2 separate regions of the Mus musculus genome follow, and region 2 is linked to region 1. A link is a contact called in public Hi-C data. All regions are on one chromosome and are shown on one strand. The core of a region is the stretch at or near the end of the contact, and the rest is flanking DNA. Distances in the headings are between cores, read along the strand shown. Region 1 overlaps Ambra1 (autophagy/beclin 1 regulator 1). Region 2 holds the start of Chrm4 (cholinergic receptor, muscarinic 4).

What was found. A called contact is a pair of places that touch in the nucleus more often than the background predicts.
Region 2: a contact with region 1 is called in a Hi-C map of the N1E-115 cell line, with 6 times the contacts expected there. The contact joins the promoter of Chrm4 here to the enhancer-like site in region 1. A contact is called at or near these places in 22 of 39 promoter capture datasets (the 3T3-L1 cell line, 3T3-L1-derived adipocytes, the C10 cell line and 15 more), 5 of 15 datasets of contacts at CTCF or cohesin (CD8 T cells, embryonic stem cells, large pre-B cells and 2 more), 149 of 484 Hi-C or Micro-C datasets (the 3T3-L1 cell line, 3T3-L1-derived adipocytes, the 63-12 cell line and 90 more), 31 of 115 datasets of contacts at active chromatin or transcription factors (the 230-238 cell line, CD8 T cells, T-cell acute lymphoblastic leukemia and 22 more) and 5 of 9 other capture datasets (adipose tissue, embryonic stem cells, liver and 2 more).

The regions. Positions count from the first base shown.
Region 1 is chr2:91,789,568-91,796,597 of GRCm38.p6, forward strand. The region is part of intron 7 of Ambra1 (autophagy/beclin 1 regulator 1); the gene reads left to right. Among named protein-coding and RNA genes, the nearest start is that of Ambra1, 63 kb to the left of the region's middle. Within about 2 kb of position 4,589, at least 6 of the 459 cell types and tissues checked have an H3K27ac peak or open chromatin away from gene starts, as enhancers often do. A contact at or near this core is called in the N1E-115 cell line, where this site is marked.
Region 2 is chr2:91,919,533-91,926,562 of GRCm38.p6, forward strand. Chrm4 (cholinergic receptor, muscarinic 4) reads left to right here and starts at 2,657. Exons shown (of 2, transcript NM_007699.2): 1 at 2,657-2,811.

The sequences.
Region 1 (7,030 bases), core at 3,339-5,838:
CCGTCTTGGTTGACCTGTATAAGGGTTGTTTGACCCCCAGAGGAGTCGCGACCCACTGGACTAGGGTGAGGGTCACTGAACCTTTTTGCTCTTCTTCCCAGTGTGGGGATGTTGAGTAAATCTTCTTTTCCTGTTTTCTACTGTTATTTATTGGAAATAGATGGCTGAACCTCTCTCTGTGTGTGTGTGTGTGTGTGTGTGTGTGTGTGTGTGTGTGTGTGTGTGTGTGTGTGGTGTGTTGGGGGTTGCTGTTAGAGCACGAGCTAACAGTACTCTTTGTATATTTTTGCTTTTGTTGCTTGTGCTTTTGATGTCATATATAACAAATTATCAGCTCTTCTCGTGTCGAGAAGCTTTTCTTTAGGAATCTCATAGTTTCAGTTGTTGGATTTAATCTACCTCATTTTGAGTTGCTTCTCTAGGTTATGTAATGTCAGGGCTCATCTCTGCAGTTTTCCCAGCACTGTGTGTGTGCTCCTGGTGGCCTTGTTAGGGATCATTTTGCCTTTTTATACCTAAACATTTATTTTTTTTCTCCATTCTATTTTAATAGTCTATATGGGTCTTTACATAAGTTTTTCCCGTACTGCCTTGATTCTGGTAGGTTTGCAGTTTCTTTTGAAATTGAGAAATGTGAGACCATTTGTTCTTTGTTTCTTTTCTCAGTATTTTCTTGACAATTTAAGGTACTTCAGACTCTTTTGTTTCTTTTTTAAAAAAGAGTGGGGAGTTTCGATTTCGATAGGATTGCACCGAGTCTTGGTTATTTAGGATATTATTTACCAGCAGCTTTGGTTTGAGAGGCACCTTTGAATGAGATCCTGGTTCACTGTCTTAGAACTGGATTTGGAGAGAAACAGGTGGATAGTAGCAAAAAGAAAGACAGTTTACTAGAAAAGAATACACTGGGGCAGGAGGAACGTTTGTAGCTCAAGTAACCAGGCTGTAGAAAAGATTAGGGAGTTCATGTCACATTTCTCACACAAGTTTTCTGTATGCATCTCACATCTCACTAGCATCTTAAATCTCCACCTAACTGTGTGCATTTAGTACTGAGTCCTGGGTCACTTTCAGATACTCTGAAGTGCCTTCTCTGGGCCACTGTCTCTAGCTAGCTTTCTTCTTTGTCCACAGTTTTTTTGTGATTATAGATATGTATTTGCCACCATATTTGTTTGTTTCAATGTATTTTTGGAGAATCCTGGAGGATCTTGAGCCAACGGTCAACTTGAACTAACTAGGGAAACTTGTGTCTCAGGAAAAAAAAACAAAAACAAAAATGGCAAAAATTTCATAATTAAGATTTGAAATTTGGAGAGAGGGGTTGAAACAGTGGTACTCTGTGTAGCCCTGACTGTATTGGGATTCTCCCTGTAGACCTTCTTGGCCTTGAACTCAAGAGCTCTCCTTGCCTCTGCTTCCCAAATTCTCAGATGTGAGATTCTTCAATCCATAATCTATGCAAATATTCCTAAATCTTCAAACCTCCAAAATTAGGAACATTTCTGGTCCTAAGGGATACTCCAATAGCAAGAACTTGGTATTTATAGTGTATATTAGTGGCTGGATGGACTGTTATTACAAAACTTTATTTGGATGTGGTATGTGTGATTCTTATGGTTTATGTTCCTATATTTAACCTTTATAGTATTAATCTTCAAAATATATTTCTGACCAAACCCCTTTTAGACATTATGAGTTGAATAAGCAGGACATTTTATATTCCTGATATATATATATATATATTTATAATCCAAAGAACTAAAAAAATTGGCTGAATATTGGACTACACATTCATGTTTGCTTAGTATTGTTTGTTGGTTGGTTTATGTTGGACATTAAATCCAGGGCCTCCGTTCATGCTAGACTCAACCACACTCTATTTCTGAGCTACATTCCAGCCTTACATGTGTTCTTATTTCATCATAAAAATTTATGAGATGGGGATTTCCCATCAAATGTGGAAACTAAGAATAAATTCTTAGGTTGCATAGCCTAAGAGGTGGTGATACAAGATAGAGCTTAAGCTGCAATCTGCCTAATTCTGAAACTTGGATCCCAGATTTCTACCCATTTTTGTTGTTTAGAATTTCTGTTGCTTAAACTCAGACCATTAAAATATGTCAAAGAGGTTTAGCAACAACAGCAGTCTTGCCATTTGGGTTAGATAACCCTTCACTGTGGGAGGCTGTCTCAGTCTTTGAAGGGTGTTTAGTAGTACTCCTGCTGTTACATAAGTAACACTCCCCCAAACCAGTTGCGACTACCAAAAATGTCTACAGAAATCGTCAAGTGTCCCCTGGGGAACCCTCCTCCAGAAAACACTGATAAAGTGTTTCATGGCTTGTTGTCCTTTGATCTGTCTGCTCTCTTACTGAGGCATCTTGAAAGGAACTGGCAGTGGCTTCAAAGTATCTTCTTAGGGTAGTTACAGAAGCCAGAGCTCTGGTGGCTTCATGCCTTTCATTGCCCCCACTTTGTCTTTTCTCTTTTGTTTGTGATTTTCTTAAATAAAATGCAGCTGGATAAAGTGGTATTTATGAAGTTTTTTTTTTTTTTTACACAGGTATCCATTCAGTAGACATTCAGATCACTTCAATTATAGCCATTAGTGCTAGTAAAAAGAAAGCAATTTACATGTTCTAATTATAGTGGGGACTATAAAATTTTTAGCAAGCTGGAAATGAAATGGCTTCCAGACTCCTCAGAGTTAATCTTCATCAGGGTTGTATGATTGACATGGTGGAGGACGTTAATGTGCAGTTCTTTTGGGGAACGGAGGAGGAGAGTGGAAATTGCAGTTTCTCTACTAATTGTACTTTAGGTGTCTCTTATGACAATTTCATGTTGTCTAGACAGAGGGAAATGGTAGAGAAGTTATTCCAGTGGATTCTCAGGTGCTGAGTCCGGATTTATGTGGTTGCTAATCAAGAACAGGGTGGAAGGGCAAGTAGAACATCCAGGAGGCAGATTGCCAAAGTCAGCTGCCACCAAGAGAAGCCCTCAGAACCCCAGATACCAAAAAAAAAAAAAAAAAAAAAAAAAAAAATGGCCTGTACTCCCAGCTCTGTGTTAGGTCAAGGACTAACTTGTTACATGAGGATGTGAGCTGGAAAAGCTGACCCTGTGATGGCTAATAAAACCCAGCCTACCCTGCTTTCTTTTACATCTCTTGTAAGGCTCTATTTGCTTCCTCTCCTTGCCTTTCTGGTTTGGGCCTAAAGATTTTACTTCTCATTATATAGTATTTTAACTATGTGAAGGTCAAGTCAAAGCCTGCTATTTAAAAGATGTTTTATCACAGTATTTTATGTATATGGGTGTTTACCTGGCAAGTATAACTGTGCACCATGTGCATGCCTGGAGGCCTTAAGAGAGTATTGGATCCCCTGGAACTACAGTTATAGATAGTTGCAAACCACCATGCAGGAATGAAACTCAGGTCCTCTAGAAGAGCATGAAGTGCTCTTAACTGCTGAACTACTTCTCCAGTCTTGGTTGTTACTCTTTTTTTTTCCCCCTCTCATTTATTTTGGCCTTGTTCTGAATTGTTTTGTTTTTGTTTTGTCTTGTTTTATTAACTTTTAAAGACAGGGTTTCTTTGTGTGGCTCTGGCTGTCCTGGAACTCATAATAATCCCCTTGCCTCTGTCTCCTGAGTACTGGGACTAAAGGTGCCACCCAGTGGCTATTACTTTTTAATGACTGGCCTTAGTCAAGCATTTTTAAATCTTTAGTTTAGTAATAAAGATGTGAAAAACTAGCTTAGGAGATAGTTACATGTTTCTTGGTATTGGTTCTATCGACATGTTCTTTGTAGAATTAATGGGTTTTGAGGTAGATTTTTTAGGATTTATATGAATCAAGTTAACCCAGCAGTCATAGTTGTGGAGTTCTATAAATCATTTTATGACTTTAGGGGAACAAGTTAGGATGCACGCAACCCCCTCCCCCCCCCCCCGTATATGTTGCCTCATAAGTAAGGTACATTCCAGCTGCAGCTTGTGAGATGTGCATGTGAATATATAGAACTACTGTATACCAGGCTGTTTTCAGAGTTCTGCTCTTAGGTAACATCTAGTGAAAAAGTCTCTGATTTAAATTCCTGATTCTAAAACTGGTCTGGGGTCTGTGAACAACCCTCCCAAGTTTCTCAGAGATATTGTATACCTCAGCTTGTACCTTTGAGTTAAATGTAGACAAAAGTGATTTTTTCATTATACATTGGAAGTTTCATAGCTATATTATAATATGTGGAGGATTTATTACAAAGCCAGCTATCAAAGAGGAGTGGGTCAGATGTTCCCAAAGGGGTCTGGCTAACTTTATCTAGATCATGATTGTGAGTTAGGTACAGATGTTGTGCTAGATTACTTGTGCTCTGATGTTTCACTGTCTGCTGCTCATTACCCAGAGGTATTGCAGAATACAGTACTGCTTGGTAAAGATGGTTTTTGTGCTTTTCTGGTAAAAGGCATTGTTTTGCATGTCCTGGTTTGTTTAAGCTTGGTTATAATAAAATAAAGCTGTTCCATACCACAGACATCATGAGCTCTCTCTGTAGTATGTCTGGTTGCCTTCCCACATCATCCCTCCCCATGTTATTACCCTTTCAGCTGTGGACCTGTTTTGGTCTCCCTCACAGCAGGGACAGGATTTGTCTGTCCGGTTCTGTTGGCAACTGCACCATGTACTCTTGAGTGCACCCCTAGAACTACGGGGCCCTACAGTGATCAGATGAATGCCTATCATTGGATAACTTAAATGATAATTGCTAGTGTGTGAAATAGGGAGGCTTTGATGCCTCTGCTTTAAATCAGAGATGTCAACTTGGAAATCATAATAGAGGTGTCATTTCAGAACACACAATTATTATTTCTTTTTTTTTTTTTTTTACAAAGAATAAAGACTTGTCATCTCCCATTCTGGGCATGCGCTGAGACAGAGATCTGGGGCTTACAGAGCAAGATTAAGAAATCTAGCAAGCAACATTACATCCAAGATTCTTTGACCTACTGCCTCTTTATCCCCTCCAAACATTGCCCTGTTTCTTTAAGAGGTCTCTTGAGAACTTATAGTCTAGGAGCATCAACGGTCATTTCCTAGGCAAGAAGCCAGCTTCTGACTTTATGATTTAATGAACCTCCAAGGGATCAGGCTTATTATGTTTATTAGGACAACTGTGTCAGCACTTTAACCTCAGGGCCTAAGTGACCAAAAGGATAAAGGATGATGTATAAGCAGTTTTTAAAAACCTTCCTTCATGAATTTTTTTAGTGTGCATTTTTTGACATCTCACATCCTTGTTTGAGACTCATGGGGTCAGTAAAGAACAATCAGATATGCTTTCTTTCTTATTCTTCCCAGTCTAGTTAGACTGCCTGCTGATTCATAAGCGTGGATATTTATTTGTCTCCTATTACATGTTAATTAGGATGTGAATTTTGATGGTGATAAAAAGATGACTTGGAACCAATACCAGCTTTTATGTAGCTTGTAAGTCTAAAAGCCGACACAGACATGTTTATAAATAACCGCAGGGAGAAGGTCTGGTTTTGTTTTGTTTTTTTTTGTTTTTTTAAAAAGAGAGCCTGTTTATGTAGCCCTGGATAGCCTGGAGCTTACGATATGAACCAGGCTAGTCTTGACTCACAGAAATCTACCTGTCTCCACTTCTCCCTCTCAAGTGTTGGAATAAAAAGTGTTCACCTCTATGCCCCGCCCCAGGAGATCTCTGTCTCTTAAGAGAGTTACCAAATACTGTGGAGTATTAAGAGAGTGGACTTTTGGCAGGAGAAGCTAGAAGTGAGTTTTGAAGGATTTTTTTTTTTTTTTTTTTTTTTTTTTTTTTGGTTTTTCCAGACAGGGTTTCTCTGTATAGTCTTGGCTGTCCTGGAACTCACTTTGTAGATCAGGCTGGCCTCGAACTCAGAAATCCTCCTGTCTCTGCCTCCCAAGTGCTGGGATCAAAGGCGTGCATCACCACCGCCTGGCAAAGGATTTTTATATGCAGCAGTGTATAGTTTATCTGTAACAGGAGTTCTCAAAGTATAGTCGGGAACTCCAGAAGTCTAGAGCCTTTTCTTTTTTTTTTTTTTTTTTTTTTATTATTATATGTAAGTACATTGTAGCTGTCTTCAGACACACCAGAAGAGGGAGTCAGATCTTGTTACGGATGGTTGTGAGCCACCATGTGGTTGCTGGGATTTGAACTCTGGACCTTCGGAAGAGCAGTAAGAGCAGTCGGGTGCTCTTACCCACTGAGCCATCTCACCAGCCCTCTAGAGCCTTTTCTAAATGTTGAGATGTCCTTTGTCTTTTCACTACATTCTTTCACGGAGGTATTGTGGGGTTTCCTAGACCACATGGCATATAATGTAATTATATAACTGATCACTAATTGAGAATATGTGCTCTTACCATTTATAATTTGAAATAAGGTTTTAAGTATTAGTAGATCCCATATTTTTAAAAAGTTGTTGGCTCCATGGTTTTGAAGGAGTTCTGAGATTAAAGTATGAAAACATCTGAATAAAATATCCAAAAGGAAAGGGAAATTTCACTGGAAACTTGCTCTGCCAAGGTACAGCATTTAAATTTGAGTTTTTAGGCATAAGGAGGCTATTGCTTTGCATTTGGCCCCTGAATTTAAACAGTAGATGTCCCATAGACAAGGTAAGGGAATTATCCCTTTAAGGCATGGGGCACCAGTGAGGTCTTCTGCCTGCAGATGCTGCACAGCTCTGACACTTGATGTTTGCACCGGTTGGAGAAGGCCTGAACATGTTTGTTGCCTTAGGATACTGTCTTTCTTTGTAATGTGACAACCAGGGTCAATTGTTTAGTAAAGAGGTGTTGTCATTACTAGACTACTTCAGACTTTCTGCTTCCCAAATTTTGGTATTTATTAAATTTAAAATAAAAGTTTGTTTTGGTTTATTCATTTGTTTTTAAGAAGGGGTTCTTGTAGTCCAGGCTGGTTTCAAACTTATACTACGCTGAAGATGATCCTCTTCCTTCCAACTGCCCAG
Region 2 (7,030 bases), core at 1,407-3,906, 130 kb after region 1:
CACCTACATGACAGCTCACAACTGTCTTAACTCCTGTTCCAAGGGATCCAACACCTTCATACAGATAAACATTCAAAACACCAATATACATAAAAATATTTCTTTAAAGTATAGTAGAAAATCCAAGGAACTGCCAGCAGCTGGACTACCACAGGTAGGATACTGGGTGGAGGTGGGGATGGTGAGAATTACAGGTTCTGACACAACAAAGATGAAAACAAAAATGGCCAAGCAAGTAATGCAAACTGAGGTACTGTGAACTGTATCTGCAGTTCACTGTAGGGTACTGCCAGTGGATTGTGTCAGTAAACATCCACTAGCTGTGTGACTTTGGACAAGCCACTTGCCTTTTCTGTGCCTTGACCTTCCTTGCAGGAGTGTACTACGGAACTCCTTCAATTTACTTTCAGACCCATAAAATCAATCAAACCACTGCAACTCGCAGAGTACAGGCATCTTGAGACCTGCCTTCCTTTAAGGGAAAGAAGTTGAATTAAAATATTTGATGGGTGGAAGGACACCCACTGCCAAGCTTATTCTACTACAAACAGATGTATGCCTTGGTTTGACAGGAGAGACTCTGAATTTCTTGAGTGTAAACAATGTGCTAAGTGTGCTTGATCTACCCCCATCAAAACCCCTCAAGTAATGACTTCAGTTATCAGGACCACGTGACTAACAGCCAAGGTACACACAGCTGGGTCTGTCATCAACACAGAAGTCAAGGCACAGGGGAAACCGAACATGCTCTCTAGTTGATTGCAAACAGGATATAAAGAGGGTTTGTGATATAGTGGTCTAAAAGTGAGCATGCCTTAACTACCCGTTCTGATTGGTTAGTCATACCTTGTCTCCACACCAGTTCCTTAGGAAGTCCACATCCAGGGAGAGCCTCCTTAGTGGTAAGCCTTTGCAGGACCCCTTACACATTACAACCACATGGTGTCAGCAGGATAAAGACTGGTAGTCCCTTAAGAAAGCGTTCCAAGACCCAGTTAGAACAAAGAAAGCAGAGAGACTAAATTGGGTCCCCTAGTTCCAGCTCAGCTTTCCAGAGTTCACCCGTGAGCTCTGAGATGTAGGTGGGTGAGGTAAAGGCCCAGGCTTCACAGATTGCATTGGCTTTGCCCGTGGTTGGAGGCGTTTTTGTTTTCTGGACCCTCCTGTCCTTAACAAGTCTCCTCATTTGACGGCTTAACATTCTGCCCTCTCCCATACACACAACACTTTCACTCTCCCAAGAGCACCCTGCTCCTGGCCCCCAGGGAGGGGGATATGGTAAAGTGGAAGATGTCGGTAACAACTGAGCCTCTCCTCTCCTGTGAAGTGGGGGCAAGAACAATAGCACTTCCTTCATTTTTTCCTTCAGAGGATCATGGAAGACCAAAGCGCCCATGGGAGGGAAGATGGCTTCTCACACTAGCCTGCCCTCAACTTTGTCCAATGTTGACGTCCCTCTCTTCAGCATGGAGAAACCTGAACCAGGAGCCTTCTCTCACGGACTCTAGCTCAAGTCTCCACTCATTCATTCTCTGTTCCTAACTCCTCTGTCGTTACAAAGCTATCCCTACCACTACCACTGTCCCCAGGAGCCCCTACCAGCCCTTGCAGGAGAGTAGAGGAGAGCTGAGACTCAGGTGGTTTTTCCAAGAAGTCAGCCGGCTTAAAGTTAATTGGCTGTTGACACTCAAGAAGCTTTGTGGGTGACCGGTACTCAGGACCCCGGGCGCGAAGGGGTGCATTCAACCCTGGCTGGCGGGTGCTTGATCTGAGCAACTGGCCTTCGCACCAAGGACGTGTGGGGCTGTCCGAGGTGCTGAACCTGCCTACTTTGGGCCTTAGCCTAGTACTGTTGCGGGAGGTCTAGGAGACTGGACTTTCCTTCATGGCCTGTTCTGTCCCAGGTGACCTTGGGCACCTGGCTTCCCCACATAGGCAGCGATGAACTCATTCGCGGCTGGATAGGAGACTCGTGCCATCTTCAGTCTCACAGCTAATGCGCGTCCCTTCCCGGGCGTGGAGAGTGACAAGATCTTTAGCCAGGGTAGATGCTCGCCTGTCCAGTCTCACCTGCTCTTCCCCAGGCCCCGACGGCTGCAGTCTTTTGGCTGTCCAGCGGCTATCAGGCAGCGCTCTGTCCCGACAGAAGCACGTTGCTAGATCTGCCCCGCCGCACACCAGGGGCCTGTTGGGGCCAAACCCTCAAGACCAGGATTTAACCTCAGGCGGAACGACGAAGGGGCTACAAGCCGTGGAGAGGTTCGAAAACACTTCGGTGTCCAGAGTGCGTGGTTAGGGCGGAGGCGGGGCTCATAGCCAAGCTTGGCCGCCTGGTTCTTCCCCAGCCCGCGAGGGGGCGCCTAGTCCCCATGACAACGCGGACAGCCCCCACCCCACCCCCCGGAGGGCAGAGCCGGAGGCTAATCCTCCCTGGCGACTGTGGGCGGTGCCCTCGGTGCTGGAGTCCGGAGTTGCGGGCCATCTCCCGGGAAGGGTGTGAGCATCAAGGGTGCCTGACACTCCAGGTGGTGACCCCCGCGCGTCGCCGCTGGGTGACCGGCCCCGGGCGGGCGGTGCGTCCCCACCACGATTGGCTGCTTCCCTGTGACATCACGCGGCTCGGAGAAAAGTGCGAGCGTGAGCGCGAGTCGGAGCCACAGCGCCGGGAGCTGCAGGCGAAGCAGGGGCCGCCCCTTGGCACCCTGTCCCCGCCCCCGGCCCCCGGCCCAGTCGCCCACCCCACCGACTCGCAGGGCCTCTGGCTAGTTCCGCCGTCTGTCCGGCGCCAGCGGAGCAAGACAGAAGCAGCGGGTGAGTAACTCCGCGGAATCGCGGGGGCGGGGGGCTTCTATGCAAGATGAGGATGTAGGGTTCTGGGACCCCCTGAAGGTCTCCAGAGGTGGGTCGGGCTGGAACAGGGCCCCAGACCCCTTTGAAAGGCAAGCGCGGTGCGGAAGGGGCGGAGAGCTCAGAGATGGGGCACCCCTCTGGAAGAAGGACCCCAGGTCTCTAAAAGGTTTCTCTAGGTGAACCTCTAGGGATTGGTGATCATTGAGAAGGCTAGGGGAGGAATAGTCCCAGCCCACAGCCCAACCCCGAAGCAGAGCAGCCGTCGGGTCAGGACCCACACTCCCTCACTCCCTCCCGTTGGCTCTTCTTCAAGGCGCCGGAAGATGAAGCCCCAAAGCGCCCGTTTCCCGCCCGTCTCCCTGCCCTCCGTTCCCACCTTGGCCCACCGGGAGCCTCCAGTACGCTCTAGCCCGTTGGAGTCCTCTGTCCGCGACCTTGAGCCCCGACGGAAAACACCCCTGTTCTCTCCTGTTTCCCTTCCCCCTCTCCAGGAGTACCCTCTCTTTTACTCATCCGGGGAGATACATCTCCCAGCCCTCCACCCTCCCAGCTCTTAGAGGAAGTGTTAGGCACAATGATTTGGCCCAATATCCAGCACCCCTCTCTCTTCCCCTAAAGTACAGAGGCTTCTCTCCGCCTCAGGAACAGTCCTGGGGGCCATAGCTTTCCTGAAGTGATCACTTAATAATCGAAAATCTACCCCACGGGCGCCCAGAGCACCCTTTCCCGACTTGTCCCCAGCAGGGGTAGGGGCTCGAGAACCCGCGGAAGCACATTGCCCACGCCCAGAGACTACAGGAACTGCGTGCCTGGGGGTTGATGGGAGGGCGGGGCATCGGAGAACCTTGGCCCTTTCGACCAGGACCCAGACGTGATGGAGCCGGGAGATGGGCCCAAGGGTAAGCCCCGAGATTGTCTTTGAGATAGACCTGAGCCCACAGCTTGGGAACTCGGTGCCTATTTTGACTGACAGGACTAGACAGGGCCTCTCCAGGGGTTGCGGGTTGAAGAGTGAAGAACAATTTTACCCTCCTGACCCAGGCCTCGACTGGGCTCCCCGTTTGGAGGCTCTACCCCTGCCCTCAATGCGTAGGGCACATCAAACTGAGCTCGGTGACCCTCACGGCTCGACGACTATCGCAGAGGCTTCTCGACAGAAGTCAGCCCACTGCTGGGACTGCACGCTCTCCATTCTTGACGATGCAGTTAGGACCAGGTGCCTGGGGCCACTAAGATAATGGTTCCAAAGTCAGGGTTTCTTCGCAGCCCAAATTTTGCTCCTTTCTCAACCCTTTCCCCACCCACAGACCGGGCGCTTGCCGGTGGTTCCCGCCATGGGAACTGGTCATTCGCTGATAGTCCAGCATTTGCTCCCGCACACAAATTCGCGGTTACGGCCACCCAAGCTCTATGGCCAGACACGCACACACATGCACACGCACGTGTCCACATGGCGCTGGTATGCTCACACGTTCAAAGGCGCACCGGTATCCAGGCGTGGCGGGGCGCACACTGGCACATGCAAACAGCTACTAGTGTCTACTCGAGCTCCCGAGTAGTCACACACAAACACAACTCGCACTCGTTTTCCCACCTACACGTTCCTTGATGGGTGCCTTGCGGGGTGCGGGTGGAATCCCGACGCCCTAAAGTTTTTCATCCTCGAAACCCTGGCCGAACCTAAGGGACCTTTGTGGCAACCTGGGACCACGGAGACAGGCAGTATCTCCCTCCCTTTGCTCCTTTGTGGGAGAAGCCCTGCCCTGACGCTTTTCTGTATTTGCGGTTTACTCTGGGACTTGACGTGGTGAACCTCCGGCTCGGGGTCCGGAGCTGGCACCGGGGACCGACATTGCCATCTAGCGGTGCTCACAGGCCAGGGTGATGGCTGCTTGCCTTCTCGGATTCTAGATGGGCGGGATTTGGGGGGGGGGGGGAGGCAGAGAATTGTGCCTGAAGGTGCTGTGGTCTGAACATCTGAGAGACTATCAGAGAAGTCTAGAAAGAAAACTGGGACCAAGTTGAGAAAACTGAATTTACCCAGTCTGCATCTGTCGGGGCTCCGGGAAGACCAAACCACCCACCATTCATCTGGTCATTTACTTGTCAAGGCTGTTTCTTGGTCCCAGGAGGACAAAAGGTCAAACCCAAGTGAGGGAACTGGAATATGAGGGTTCCACATCTAAGATGCATCTTGGGGGGCTTCTATCCTGTGTGGTTTGGGGAATATCTTGGAGATAAAGTGTCGCAGACCCTCCCCTTCTTACGAATGGATGACTTTGATCAGGTTCATTATCACGATGCCCTTCGGTAAGAGGACTTTTATGTCTGTAAGAGGAGGTTACCAATAGTACTTACCTTGTCTGGGTGCTATAGGCAGTAAACTTTGAGGGGCTTCTGACTCAATAAACAAGAGAGATTGTATTTTTCCTAGCTCACACATCTTGCCCCCCACCTCCCCACCTTCATCTTCTTATCCTGCTGGCTGCTGGCTGTGCTCTGGTCCTGAGAGACTAAAGTGAAGGTTTCCTTGGTGCATGCTAATGGCTCCCCTACTGCCTCGTCCCTGTCCCTGCCAGTGGGTATTTGGGGTGGGGTGAGGTAGGGAGAACAGCCTCTATGCTTGATGCTACCCTCCAAGCATCTGATGCTTAAGGCCCCATTTTGGAGCTGAATACCACTGTGGAGTCCCTTGAAAGAACTGATCTGTCTTTTGCCCTTGACTCCTTGGGTGACCTTGGAGTGTCACTACCCCACTTCCTCCTGTCTTCCTTTGACCAGTGGATTTAACTTTGAAGCCAGAAGGCAATCTCTTGTATCTCTTGTGTTGGAGCTGGAGAGCTTGGCCCAAGCTTGGCTGGTGCCATTTCCAGTTGGAGAGCAAGCTGAGGTGCTAAGGGGGTCCCCTGGCTGTTCAAAGGCCATAGTGGGACAAGATCCTCTATTTTGTAAATGACAGAACTAGTTCTCAGAGGGCAAATGGTTCTCCTCGGACTGTACAGCTAGACCTTGCTGGCCTACTATTGAACCCAAGCTGCAGACTTGGCGCCTGTTCCTCCACAGCTGGCTGCTGCACCCTCTCTTCCTCTTACACACACACACAGGCTCGCATGCACGCGCGTGCACGCACACACACACAGATGCACACACAGACGCACAGGACTGCGTATACGACCTGCGTGTGGCTGAGATGGTGCCTTTGTGCGTATGTGGAATGCTTGTGTGTTGGCGGGTGTGAAGGAGGCTGGGCTGAGCGGCTGCCCTGGCACAGCGTGCTGGGCGTGGGCCTCCCTCACATGTATGGAAGAGGAAGGGGAGGAGGAGAGATGAAGGGAGCCTGGTGGGAGGGAAGGCAAACTCTGGGGAGGGGCTCTGTAGGACTTTAGCTGGGTCATCCTCTGTGTGGGATGTGAACTCTTAGGCTGGCTCCGGGGTAATTCCCTCATCTTTTGGCTCCACGAGGGAGCTTGTCCTTAGTTCTTGGGAAATCAAATAGACCCTTCTTCAGCTGCTGTGTCTTTCAGGCTTCTGATTTCTTTGCTGGGGATCTAACAGCCCCCACTCTGTCCATTCTTCACCCCTGGGACTGGGCTGGGCAGGCGAAGCTGAACTTCCTGCGTCATCTCTCTAGTCCCTTTCCTATTCTTCCTCTTCCAGGTGTCCCAGCTCCCACCTCACCTCCTCTGGTCGCTAGCGTGACCTCCCTAGCCCTTAGAACCATCAGGTCCTGTGTCTTTCTTGACTGCTCTCCTTGCTCCCAAATGCACTGGAGCAGCCACAGGATGTCAAGGAAATGTGGAACCTTATTTAACACCTCTGAGCCTGTTTCCTCAATATCTGCCTTCGGTTGTGAGGAAACACAGAGTGCAGGAACTCAGTAGACAATCTATGCTGGCTGCGATGATGATGATGGTGGTGGTGGTGGTGATGATGACGACGACAGTGTAGGAATGGGAGAACAAATCTCCCTTGGCCACGATTGGTTAAGAAATGTCCACGTGGCTGGACATGGTGGAGCATACCTGCAGTTCTGGTCCTCTAGAGGCAGAGGCAGGCAGATCAAGGCCTGTGACTTTGAGGTCAGCCAGGTCTACACAGTAAGACCTTCTTTCAAAAACAAACAAACAAAAAAATTAAAGGAAGAAGAAGAAAGAAAAGAGATGAGCAAGTGGGGCTGCAG